Linked DNA regions of Gossypium arboreum: region 2 is linked to region 1. Evidence: chromatin contacts called from public Hi-C data. All regions are on one chromosome and are shown on one strand. Each heading gives the region's core, a stretch centred on a gene start, on an enhancer-like site or on the middle of the called end of the contact. The rest is flanking DNA. Distances are from core to core; before and after follow the strand shown. Region 1 has its middle 6.9 kb from the start of LOC108483608. Region 2 holds the start of LOC108478780 (receptor-like protein kinase FERONIA).

Region 1 (7,173 bases), core at 2,176-4,675:
ATTATTATCCTTTTATATTTTTATATAGAAAAATATATTTGTATAATAAAATATGAACTTAGACTTCATTATTATTATTTTAATGTCACCTCATTATCTTTATAAATTCAATATATTATTTCAACTAAAACCACATTTTATTTTTATTTTTATTTTAACATTTTATAAATTTGTTACATAATATTTTTACCCACATCTTGGGTGAAGAGTGAAGCCAAAAAATTCTCTTTTGGGGAAGTTAAGATTAATTTATATATTTTTATGAGTTAAAATGCAACTTTACTCTTGTATTGGCTTATATCTTTATGGTTTTTAAAAGGAGTAAATCAAAATTTTAACATTTTTTTTAGAAAGTAAACTATAATTTTACCGTATATTAACTTAAGATTTCATAAATTTTGAAGGATTAAAGCAATAATTTTCCATTTTCAAGGTGTCCCATAATCTTTTTATTTTATACATAGTAAATTCATTGCTTATAATTTTGGAATGTTTCTAACATATTTCCCACCTATAAAACTAAAATAAAACTCTCTCACCATTTTCACTTTTTATTTTTTTTCCCTATTTTCTAGAACTAAGATATCTTTTTTGTCCATTTTATAGTCCATGAAGATTAATTATTTTGGGTTCATAGATGCACTTTCTAATAATGCCATCTCGAAAGTTTTAACTTAAAATTCTCTCCTTAAAAATGCAATGTGCCTCTTATCTTTAAGGTATAATAACTTATTTGGCCCTCTAACTTTATAAAAAAAAAGTCATTTTAGCTCTCCATTTAATTTTTTACCTTATTTAGCCTTTAAACTTTTTTTTTTAAATTACTCCAAAATTGATGGAAAATTTAACATTTATTTTACTTTATTGATGTGGCATGTAACATCCTCAATACTCCTGAACTAGGAATAGTGTTAAATTGAGAGTAAATATGTTAGAATTTGAGAATGTTATAAAATAGAAATTACCAGTGTTAGTAGAGGGTGACATAGATATTGAAGGTAATTAAAAAGGCCCGTATGTTGTGAGAAATAATTCGGGGTATTGACTAAATTGTAAGAGAGTGAAAAGTATTGGGGCAAAAGTGAGAAAAGTAGGAGATAGAATGATTAGATTGAATTGAAGGAAAAAGGAGGAGAGATTATAGGTGAAATTTTACCAAAAGGAAGTATGACTCATGAATGGCATTGTAGAGAAAGTTGAGAGACTAAATGGTCAATATTTAAATTATATAATTATGGTATGACTAATGATTAAGAATTAAATTGCGGAAAATATTGATTGGTTAGAATAATTCAGAATCATTTTATTTTTGGTTAATTGTTAAGTAGGTAAAATACAAGATGAAAAAAAACAGAGAAAAAATTAACTTCATCATACTAGAACCGTCTACCATAGAGAAGAAAAATACAAACTTTTCATTTCTTTCATTTTAGTCTTTTCCACTATTTCTAAGCCTTCCAAACTTAATTCCTCCAATTTTTTTTATATGAAATTTAGTGAAATTAATAGAGAAAGACAATAACTATTTTAGTTTCATGAAAAGTACATCCATAGTTGTCTTGGAGGAGAGAGAAAATAAGAATTAGGGTTTGATCATAAGAAGTTAAGTAAAATAAGTTTTTCATGAATTTCATGTTAGTTTTGTTTAAAGAATATAAATATGTTATTTGATTATAATTTGATAAGTAAATCTTGAATGCTTTGATATGGAAACGAAGAAAAAGAGAAAAGAAGTGATCAACAAGTTGAGGACAAAGGCAAAGAGATAGCCAAAGAGTAGAAGATGAAGAAGAAAGCTTGATTCCAAGCCTTTGATTAAAATTAACCTTTATTAATAGTCTAATTATGTTCTTAAAAGTGTACAAAGATATTGAATTCACAGTTAAAAGATCAATTTAAAAGTGTTTGAAATCGTAAATGTATGTTCAATGTTCAATATAACATTATTTGCTCAAGTTCCCTCGAGTAAAGGGTGTTACATGACATACATGTGGATGACACATCGGCATTTAATTTATTTTTAAAAATTAAAAATTATTAAAATTATTTAAAAATTTATAAAAAAAATATTTTTAATATTTTTTAAATTTAAAAAAATAATTAAATGTTGACATATCACCCACGTGGCAAACCATGTGTATGCTATGTCAACAAAGTTAACAAATATTAATTTTTTTCATCTATTTTGAGGTAATTTGACAAAAAAAGTACAAGTTTAAAGGCTAAAAGAGACAAATAATTAAATTAAGGGCTAGAATGACTTTCTTGTAAAATTGGAGGGCCAAAAAAAGTCATTATACCTATCTTTAGTACTAATAATTTGTTCTTAGCAAAATAATTTTGCATTATTGTCTCAAATAGAATAATTGAAATGTTAAAAAGTAAAAGATTAGGGTCCTCAATGTTGTCTATACACATATTTAAATGATAATAAAATAATCTTTAATCATACAAAATAATTTAAAAAATATATAAATATGATATGTATTTGTATCACACACTCGTCCAATTTTGGGAGTACGGATAACACGACCAACTTGAGATCGATTTGGAAATAAAAAAGATTAAAAAATAAATTTTATTTTCCAACCAGCATCAAATTAGTTTAAGTAGAGGTGTGCATGATTTAGTTAAAATCGAATTAATAGGTAAAATTAAATTAATTCGATTAATTGATTAGTCATCAAAATTAATTCAATTGGAATCAGTATATTATAAAATTTTAATTATCAGATAATTTAATTCAAAATCGAATAATTAATTAAATTAATCTATTAAATAAAATTAAAATATACATTATACATCTATAAGTTAAATATAATATATATAATCCCAATATATAAATGAAATGGACTTATGGCTAGTAATATAATTGGCCAAAAATATTATAAAAATAAAATAAAATGTTAACAAAAGCACTAAGCTATTATGTTTTTAATGTAATATTTTTAATGTAGTGTTGTTATTGTGTGAATTTTTTTCTTTTTATACTTCTTTGAACTAAAAAACAAACATTTAAATTGGTTTGAACTAAAAGAAAAATAAACATGTACTAAATTCAGTTTGGTTAATGAATTTAAAAAAATATCGGTTCGATAATGATTAAGAGTTTTAATATTTTCATTAATTCGATTAATAATAGTTTGATTAAATATTAATCGAAATGATCATTTAAACACCCTAAGTTCAATTACCCTTCAATTTTTTTTTTAAAAGTGTCAAATATAAACATGTATCAAATAAGATAATCTTAAAGTTTTTCCATTTGTTTAGAAGATCTCTTATCATACTAATATCTGAAGATATCGAATACGAGAGTTTCAAGTCAAAACAAAAAATCCAACAAGAGCCCAAAAATGAAAAAAATTCACTTCAGTTTTGCAAGCCCAAAACCTTGGCCTTGGCATTTTGGGTTCAAAAGCCTTACCCTGAGGATAGCCCACTTTAGCTATTTTGAGTGACGGAGTAGAAAATCGAACTCGCATTGTTACACTTATTCTGGTGTCTGGTTATTTAATCTGTTGGATAAATTTGATTTAAATTAATTTGAGTTTGGATATGATGACTTTTTAATTTGAACAAGTTTCTATTTTATAAGTTTTCAAGTTGGTTATGTTTAAGATTTTATTTTCACTTAAATCTGATTATTGTGAGTTTTATTTATATTTATTCTGATATAAGTATAGATATATTTCAGTTATCATTCTTATCGTTCTTTGTAATGGTTAATTCTAATTATAATTATTTGAATATATATTATTTATATTTGAAATCGTGATTGTATTTCTCACTTATTTATAATTTCAAAAGAAATTCTAATTAATTTATGAAAAGTATAAATATAAATATGAAATAATATTTTCATATTATATATATTTTTAAATAGTTTGAGTTTTAAGATTTTTATTATACAATATAAGCCATTCAATTCCTAAAACAGACAATATGACACATTTAAATATGTTTGAACTCACTTTTTCATTTTGTTGCAATAATAATATCAACGAATTAAGATTCACATTTTAAATCTATTTAATATGGATTATAATTATGATTTTTAAATTAGTATATAATTTTTAAATTATATTGAAGTCTTTTCAAGTATTAAAATGAAATTTCAATTAAAAAATATTTTTAATAGATTGATGTTTTAATCTATTCAAATCTCTTCGGGTTTATTTTAAAATTAACTTATAAAATTATATAATTAAATCATTTAAACGAATTTTTCAACTATATTGGCTTTTATATCTACTTTCCAACTCATTAATGAATGTAAAATGATAATACATCAAATCAACACATTCTTTAGGAAAAGTAATATGATGGTTAGTAAGTTCAATCAAATGAAAAACCCTAAACCATACATGCACTTGATTATGCTTCAAACACAATTTGTCAACCAAAGATATTTAAGAAATCATTATAAAAATGGAATTTTTTTCGATTTTATTATCAAAATTCAATTATAAACTCGTTAATTAAATATTTTATAAATTATTAATCGAATTTTCTATTCATTCAAAGCATATTATTATTTTCATTAATTTTAAGTTTACTGTTCATCTAAATATATTTTGCAAAAATGGGTCATGATATTTTTGTTCTTTAAAGATGATTATGGGTTGGACAAAAAGAGCCATGTTGTTGAGTCACATGTGAGAGCTATAAATTGTTATGATGGACACAAAATTCAATAGATTAATGAGTTAATATACCATTTCATATTTAAGTTTGAGTTTTTTTTTTTGTGTGTGAATAAAACCTAACTAACCTAATTTCCTAACACTATCATGTAGCTGCCCTATTATTCCAATAACTCCTTAGGAACTATCTATAATCAAAATTTGCACTCTACTTTTGATCCCATTCATAGAAACTATCCATAATCAAAATTTGCTTTACTTTGATCCCATCCATGTGTAATGTTGTATTGTGTCCCTCAACAAACGGATGTCTTGATAATTTTTATATAGCTTTACGATATGCCTTGAAAAATAAAAAGGTTTTTATTCTTCCATGTGCATCGTACTAGGAGACTAAAAAGAGTAGGTCAAGGAACCCCGTTCCTCTCTATCCACTCACAATTCCCCAAGTTCACATTTATCCACTCCAAGAGGTTTCTTGAGAAAAACTAGGCCCGATATTCTTCTCGCACAAAGAACTTTCAAACGTCCTTGGCAACTGCTATTGGTTTTAATTTTTAATTTGTTATCCAAGTTTATTTTTTCTTTTCTTTATTTTTATTTTTTACAATCTGATATCTAAGTTTGCTTTCAATGTTTAATTTTGTACTCAAACTAAATGGCTTGATTGAGAAAAAAAACTCGATAACAAATTGAACATTGAAGCAAAAATCATAAATTTTATTTGATCCTTTAAAACATTATAAAGATATAAATTATTAAAATAGTAAATTTACATTTTAGCTTTTATAATTAATATACAACTTAATTCCTCCCCATGTTTTAAAAATTATAAAGATATAAGCTATTAAAATAGTAATATTACATTTTAGCTCTTATAAAATATACAACTTAATTTTGCTTCCCCTCCAAATTTTCTAGCTTCACCCCTGATTTAAGCTAAACTTTGCTACTTAATTGGGACAAAAAAACTCAAGTATCAAATTGAAAAAACCTAAATACCAAAGTGAACATTAAAACCAAACTCAAGTACCAAATTGAGATAAAAAAAATTAAATACAAAATTAAACATTAAAACTGAACTCAAATATTAAATAATATATTATCCCTACATTAATTAATTGTACCTAGGTTGGGCTTAATTTTCCTTCAATCAAGCCAACCATGCATAAACTACTCATAATCAATTTCAATTAAGATATAGTTATGACTTACAATCACCACTTCAAGTCTTTGTTACCATAATTAATCAAAGAAACAAGTTAAAAATTAATCATATGTTGATGACAATTCTTTTCCTTCATCATGAACTTAATAGTTCCATATCAAAATCCTTTAAGAGAGCTGAAAAATTTTGAGTTTTTTTAAAAGATAAATTTGTAAAAAAATTATTCAAATAGATTAAACTTTGAATTTTAAACATTAAATCAATAATTCAATAAAATTAAAATAATACATTAATAATATATAAATAGTTTGAAAAGGCCAATTGAATCTTAATTTAATTGGTATAACTATTGTTGTTAGTGTAGGAGGATGTGGGTTTAAGTGCGTTGAAGCGCATTATCCTCCTATTTATGGGTTGGGGAGGAACTATGGATAGTTCTAGACATTATGTCAAAAAAAATATGATTAGAAGCAATAAACATAAAAATAAAAAAATTTCAATTTTTTTTTAGCAACACATATTCTAAAAATGATTAAAAAAATATAATGATAATAATACAAAAACAATGAAGCCAATGGTTGTATGTCATGCCAATTTCTTTTTCTTTTCTTTTCTTTTTTTCCTTTTGAAAACAAAAGATAGATCCAAAGTTATGATAAAAGCAAACTCATTATATGTAGATTTTGCAATACTATTAACAACTAGTCCTTTTTCTTTGTATTTTTTATTTTTATGTGTTTTTTCATAATTTTTCTCTTGATAAAAAGAGGAAGCAAAGATTAAGATCTTTGGGTAAGTAAATAGCAACAAAATCATTAGGAGGACAATTCGTAAAACCAATTCAATACTAGTTATAATATAAGGTAAATTATATTAGTAGTCACCAAATTATTATTATTATTATTTTTTTTGGTCATAGCTGACTAACGGATAAATAGAAACACCCAAAAATTCAAGATAGTTGGGTGACAAAAAAAAAAAAAAGAGAAAAAATTAAATAGTTGAGTGACCATTTTGTAACATTTCATAGTTGGGTGACCAAAAAAGTTAGGTGATCATTTTGTAACATTTCATAGTTGAATGACTAAAAAAGAAATTTACTAATAGTTGACTGACTACTAGTATATTTTACCCCATAATATAGTATATTTTAACTCGTGTGGAATTGATCTTCTAAGTTCAAGTCTCACCATATGTAGATATTATACATGAGTTCTATTCCAAATTTATTTTAGATTTAATTCACACTATGTATGATTTTATTCAAATTTATTCTAATACAAATCTTGATATATTTTAATTCTCAATATGATTATGGTTGAACTTTGTATTAATTTTATTCTAATTCTAATTATTAAA
Region 2 (7,173 bases), core at 2,020-4,519, 480 kb before region 1:
TTTCAAACTTGGTCTGGACATCTAGACCGGGTCTAGGGTGTTACAGTCCATATATTTACTTCTTTTTTTTTCATTTTTTATCGTCTAATTTTTTGATTATTTTATTTTGGTCCTTATTTTTATTACTAACATTATTAAGTAATTATTGTGGTTAATTGATATTAATTTTGTTAAAATTCGCTCAAAGAACCAATATTTTATGAATGTAATTCTATTATTATCATGCATTTTTATATTATTTCATTATTAGTATTATTAGATAATATTATTAATTGAATATTTTATTGTTTTTCATCTATACTCATTATATTATTGTCATTTGTTTTATTATTTATGTCATTTTACCATAATTTTTCCATTATCGTATATTGTAGATAATTGCCACATATATTTTTTTTGGCATAAGCGCATAAAAAAAAATAAAGACTAAGGCGATATTTTTTATTTTGAGGATTCGAGAAATTGTGTCCCTAACTTATAGGATACAGTTTTCTCATCGAACCAAAATAATTGAACGTCCCTTCTCTCTCTCTTTTTTTTTTGATGAAATAATAATTAAAAATATATAAGATTTGGGCAATAATTAAAAAATGAGCATTCTTATTTTCAGGGATTCGAGACATCATACCCTAACTTACGAGACATGATTCTCTTCCCAATTAACTCAAAATATGAAGATACCATAAAATTTGATTTAATTTCTTATTTTCAGGGATTCGAGACATCGTTCCTTAATTTACAAGGCGTCATTTTCTTCTCGATTAACTCAAAATACGAAGACATTTTTCATAAAATTTGATTTAATTAGCGATATTTTAATCAAATAACATCATGCAAAAAAAGAAGAAAAGGGATCGTACTATAAATTTTCTTCAAATTCACAAGTCTCGATGTTAAGACATAAAGTAATTAACTAGGTATCAATTTTAGGCGTTATAAGGGTGTTAATTCTTTCTCATGTGTAACCGACTTCCGAACCCATTTCCCGAGTTTGTAGACCAAAAATTATTGTTTTAATAAATTTAACCTTTTTATTAAAATGATCGAATTTCTATGTAACCCGATCACATTTAAATAAAAAAGATGAATGACGACTTCATTTTTATTTTAAAAAATAAAAAGTCTATTTAACCCCCAAAAAAAAGTTTCGAGAACCCTAATTCCACTTTTAATAGGTCAATTTACTTTGTTAAAGTAGACATTCCACGCGTCATATTTGGGAAACAAAAGGGTATTCCTGGTTAGTTAAAATGGTAATAGGTCAATTTTACTTTGTTCAACTAGACCTTCCACGCGTGATTAGTTAAAATGGAATAAAGGTGAAATGGATTAGTTATTTTAAGAAATTAAAGGTATCTAAAGTGAAACACGAAATTTATAATATTCTATTTAACAATTTTTTCTATAAAGACATCATCGCATCTAAAAATAAACTGATAAGATTTTCGATGATAAAAGATAATTGGTACTTACTTAATTTGCTTACTTAGATTTTCAAAAGGATATAAATTAAAAATAATTAAAGGTGGTAAAAGTATTATGAAATTTTTGTATCAAGAGTTAGATTATATTTTATTTTTTATTTAAAAATTAACAAATTAATCAATGTATGTTATATCAAAGAGTAAATTGGTTTATTCAGTTAAAATTTCATTTATTTGCATTGTTAAAACTTGCATGTCGATTAAATATTTAGACACGTAGCGTAATACATGCACCTTATATTGACATACAATGACTAATTTTTAACAATAAAAATAGATAAAAATTTTAACCGAATGATCGACTTGTTATTTAATCTAACATACATAGATTAATTTGCCTATTCTTTTAATAAAAAGTCAAAATATAATCTGACTATCAATACAAAAATATCTATTATAAAAGGGCAAATTAATTTATCTGATTAGTTATTAACTAAATGTTTGAAATGATTAATTCTAATTAGAATTATTGATATAATTATAACTTAATTTTAATTTGAAATTTTTTTATCCAAAATCTTAGTCCCTAGTTCATTTTCAACTCGTAAACTTGAAAGTCAATTACATTATAGTTGTTCTTTTAAAAATTATCAAGTAAAAATTATTAAGAGACTATTACGAAATCTAAAATAATTGATCTTTATAAACTGTAAATTAATAAATTCTATTTTAAATCAATGTTAAAATTTTGAGCTATGACCAAAATTTCAATGGTTTAAAAATGAATATGAAAAGTAATTTATGATTAACAAAATTAGAATAATTTGAGTAAATATAAAGACTATCCTTTTCTTAAGTTTCGCAAATAAGACGTCTTCCGTCAATAGATTTATTTATTGTTATGACAATAAAAATTGAAACTAAATTAATGCAATGATCAAAGAAGTAAATTACAGTCAACACAGTAAACATAAACAATAAAATAAATATAAAAAATACTATCAAAACAAAAATTTAATCAAATTTTCTTGGCCTCACCAGCTCTGTAATTGCTTACAAGTGTAGAGTTCTCCTACAACCATTAAATCAAGTACCCAAAAAGGGAAATCGATTCAGTCCCATGCAATGATCCATTTTATTGTCTACCTGTTGATTCTCCATACTATGGCCATGGGTGAAGATTCACCAGCCTATACAGCAACTGATTATATTCTCCTCGACTGTGGTGCACCTTTATCATCAAATACAGTATCAGAAGATGGCCGAAAGTGGGTCACTGATGATCGATCCAAATTTTCTACCTTTAATTCTGAGAGCGCTTCATTTGTGTCCACAGCCTCCAGGCAAGATCAATATGTTTTTCAAGTTCCTTACATGACTGCTAGAATTTTTCGTGATAAATTCACTTACAGTTTTCCAGTATCAGTTGGTCTCAAGTTTCTACGTTTCTATTTCTACCCGGTCCAATACTCTGGCTTTGATGCAACTACTTCTTTCTTCTCTGTTACAGCCAACGATCACCTTCTCCTCAAAAATTTCAGTGCCTATTTAACACTTACTGCTGTAGATGTTCAGCCAGCCTCGTTGAGTAAAGAGTTTATGGTGCCATGTTTCAAAACCGAGAAGCAGAGTGTTACCTTTTCGCCATCGCCAAACTCTTGGGCTTTTGTAAACGGTATTGAAGTTGTTTCCATGCCGAAGAACATGTATGTAAAACACCAAGATGATTCTCTATCTTCGTAAATAGTAAAGTTCCCTTTGACATTCCTGATGCTACTGCTTTCGAAGCTGTGTATCGTCTAAACATTGGCGGAGCAAACGTGACTGACGTCGATGATACCGGAATGTTTCGAACGTGGCTTGACGATTCGCCTTATATCTTTGGAGCTGCATCCGGAAATGTTCCTTCTCAATTTAATGTTACGATCAAGTACACCAAAAAAACCCCGGGATATACAGCTCCGGCTGTTGTCTACACAACGTCAAGAACAATGGGTCCGGAACCAAAGATCAATATGAACTACAATCTGACATGGAACTTCTATATTGATGGTGGCTTCATCTACCTCCTTAGGCTCCATTTCTGCGAGACTCAATTAGAAGTTACAAGGGCAGGTCAACGAGTCTTTGACATATTCATCAACAATCAAACGGCTGAGCGTCGTGCCGATGTGATTTATTGGAGTGGCGGTAATGGCATTGCGGTGTATAGAGATTACGTTTTGTTGACTCCAAGTGAAGGTTCAAGTAAGCAAACTCTATGGCTAGCATTACACCCTAGCGAAGAGGTTGGTTCGAACTTTGTTGATGTAATTCTAAACGGTTTAGAGATTTTTAGACTCAACAAATCAGAAGGTAGTCTTGCAGTGCCAAATCCAGAGCCGAGTTCGAGCCTTGCATCACTAAAACCAGAGAACAAGCAACCAAAGAAGGGCAAAAAGCTGTCAATGAAGATCGTCATTGGAGTTTCCCTAGGCTGCACAATAACTGTATCACTTTCCCTTCTACTTTCCTCGATTTTCTGGCAAAAAAAGCGTCGTTCTTATTACAAAAGAAAATCTATGGAAAGAAGAAATGCTTCGCCATTGCCAGACCAACTATGCAAGTGTTTTACATTGGCCGAAATCCGAGCAGCAACCAACAATTTCGACGATGCTTTCGTCATAGGAAGCGGAGGATTCGGTAATGTCTACAAGGGCTTCATCAAGGGAATAAAATATAAAGTGGCAATCAAGCGATTAAAGTCAAAGTCCCAGCAAGGAGCTCGAGAGTTTTGGACAGAAATCCAACTACTTTCTCAGCTTCGATATGTTAATCTCGTCTCTCTGATCGGCTATTGCAACGATAACAATGAAAAGATTCTTGTCTATGAGTATATGAGCAACGGAACTCTTCGTGATCATCTCTATAACACTGAAAAAGCTCCTCTCACCTGGAAACAGAGATTGGAAATTTGTATTGTTGCAGCCCGTGGATTAGATTACCTTCATTCAGGAGCAGTTCATAGAGTCATTCATCGGGACGTTAAGAGCACTAACATTTTGCTGGATGAGGAATATGTGGCTAAAGTCTCTGATTTTGGCTTGTCTAAAATGAGTCCAATTAGCATGACAAATGATCCAATTAGAACCGTGGTGAAGGGCACTTTTGGCTACATGGATCCTGAATACTACAGGCGCCAACAATTAACTGAGAAATCAGATGTCTACTCTTTTGGAGTGGTACTATTCGAAGTGTTGTTTGCTAGACCGGCAGTGGATTCAAAATTAGAATATTCGCAGATCAGTTTAGCCAATTGGGCACGGAAGTGTATTGGGAATGAGAGTATTGAGGAAGGCATCGACCCTTTTCTAAAAGGTAAAATTTCACTCAACTGTTTAAGAACATATGCCAAAATTGCAGAAAATTGTATCCGTGAAGATGGTTGCGAAAGGCCCTCCATGAATGATGTAGCTCGAAGACTTGAATTTGCTCTGCAACTGCAAGAAATTGAGAATGCTGATCAAGTTTGTCAAGTTAGTGATGGAGCTCGGTCCCAAGTCAATAGAAATATCCAGTTATATCACAATTTATGAATCAAATGTCCATTTGTGCTTTAATTATGTTTTTTTATGAGACAAACATTCGTGGCTAATTTATTCATGATATTTACACAGAGAAATATTCGAACCTAAAATATAAATTTAAGACAAACTATATTATCCATCATCAATTTTAATAAATTTTCATTTTGGATATAAAAAAAATAATTTTAGGCACTATTTTTATAAATTGTTTTTATTTTGACAGCTCATATTTAATTTGATGTTTTGTACACTCCTTATAGCCACCAAACTCTAATAAGTTTTCATTTTCGTTATTTATTTTATCTTTTAATTTAATTTTTATTTTTTAGAATTAATTTTAAGTTTTCTTTAAATTGAGAAAAATCATTTTACCTTTTTAATTTCTATTTTTATAATTAACTTTAATATTTTTAATTTCTATTTTCTTTTTTAATTTTAAACTTTTTCTTGTAACAATGAAAAACTTGAAATTTTATCTGAAATACCTGAATTTTTATAGAAAAAGTTTGAGTTTATAAAAGGAAAGCCCAATTTATCATTTTAATTTCATTTCCCCTCTTTTAAAATAAAATTTAGTGTTTTTTTTCTAGTGACAAGGTAAAAACCTGAGTTTTTCCAATGGATTATTTGGTCTTTTATTGGGGATAGAGTTACATGGAAAAATTAAGGTTTTTTTATGTAGCTTTATAATTCAATTCCATGTAAAATTTTTTTCTTTTTAAAATAAAATTAATTTTAAAGAAAAAATGAGTGATCAATATAAAAATTTATTAAAGTTAGGTGATTAAAGTGAGTGTACAATAACATTAAATTAACTATAAGTGACCAAAATAAAAATAAATTTTAATAAGAGTATTTAAAATGAAAATTTTTATTTTACAATGATCAAAATAAAATTTATAAAAATCAGGTGACAAACCTAAAATATATAGAGAGTCCCATGTCGGTGCCTAACTTTTGTGTGTTTTATATTAGTTTTTAAATAACTGACTGGTTAGCAAGAATTTATGTATCATTAAAAATTATTTTTTGGTACATAATACAAATTAGGAGAGGAGATGAACCTTGGTTTTTGAGGTGTCACTAAAAGGTTTAATCCTGACTCCCTTCTGCTGTTGGCGTCGTCAAGAATATTTATATCTATAAATTTTAGAGACTTGAGTTTTGTAAAATTTTATTTTGGTTATTTTGAGATATTTTGATTTTTGATTAAAACATTTTATAAGATGTATTTCGCGAGAACGCAACGTTGTTATGTTTTAAAAAGTTAAAAAGGAAAAGTATAATGTGAGTAGGCTAGAAGGCAAAAGCAATGAAAGCAAATAGGCCCCCAAAGGGCTCACCATTGTTTTGTCATTTTTCTTCGACCCTTAACAAAGTCTAAAGTAAACTTGATTTGTAATGTGCCTATGGCTATAAAGAATCCAATAACAGTTTTTGATGGTAAAGGTGATTGAGATTGATGAGACCCCTCCGCGTTCCAAAGTCAGCATCAAGACTCATTCAACAATGGGAAACGCGGAAATTTTATGAAATCACAAAGATTTGATAGATTTATGGTAACTAATACGAATGCTGCTATTTACCATCATATTCTTTCACAAATCATTTGCTTTGGCTATTCGGTATTCTGGTCTGATCTATGGTTTGAAATTAGTTTTGTTTGGATGAATCATCAATGGCAACATTTAAGTAAAATCTTCCTAATAATAATAATTTCAAGATTCTTTGCTATGATGTATAAAAGCATTAGTTTGTTCTTTGTAGATAGCATTCTTTGTAGTTTTGTTAGTTAATCTATTAGTTTGTTCTTTGTAGATAGCATCCTAATAATAGTTTTGTTAGTTAATCTATTAGTTTGTTCTTTGTAGATAGCATTCTTTGCTATGATGTATAAAAGCATTAGCAACCACTATACAGAGAAATAATTTTATAAATATATTCTTTTTGATTCATAAAATCTCTGTTATTTTTCTATTTCTTGCTATAGTTTAACATGGTATCATATGTCCATTTCCTCCTAGAGTTATTTCTTTGAATACTTGTGCTTTTCATGACTCCTCCTTTTAGTCCGTCTGCTATTCAATCTACCACACCAGTGATGGCTTCCAATCTTACTGATGGAGTTGTTGATAGTCGTTTCTTTTCCACCAAGAAAATCATTGTTCTTCTTGATGACAATA

The links. A called contact is a pair of places that touch in the nucleus more often than the background predicts.
Region 2: a Hi-C map of leaf shows a contact between it and region 1, with 2.1 times the contacts expected there. The contact joins the promoter of LOC108478780 here to the enhancer-like site in region 1.

The regions. Positions count from the first base shown.
Region 1 is chr7:92,890,908-92,898,080 of ASM2569848v2, reverse strand. No RefSeq gene overlaps it. Among protein-coding and RNA genes, the nearest start is that of LOC108483608, 6.9 kb to the right of the region's middle. Within about 2 kb of position 3,425, at least 1 of the 2 cell types and tissues checked has an H3K27ac peak or open chromatin away from gene starts, as enhancers often do. A contact at or near this core is called in leaf, where this site is marked.
Region 2 is chr7:93,369,341-93,376,513 of ASM2569848v2, reverse strand. It overlaps LOC108478780 (receptor-like protein kinase FERONIA), which reads left to right and starts at 3,269. Exons shown (of 1, transcript XM_053030586.1): 1 at 3,269-5,085. The coding sequence starts at 3,269. The coding sequence ends at 4,999.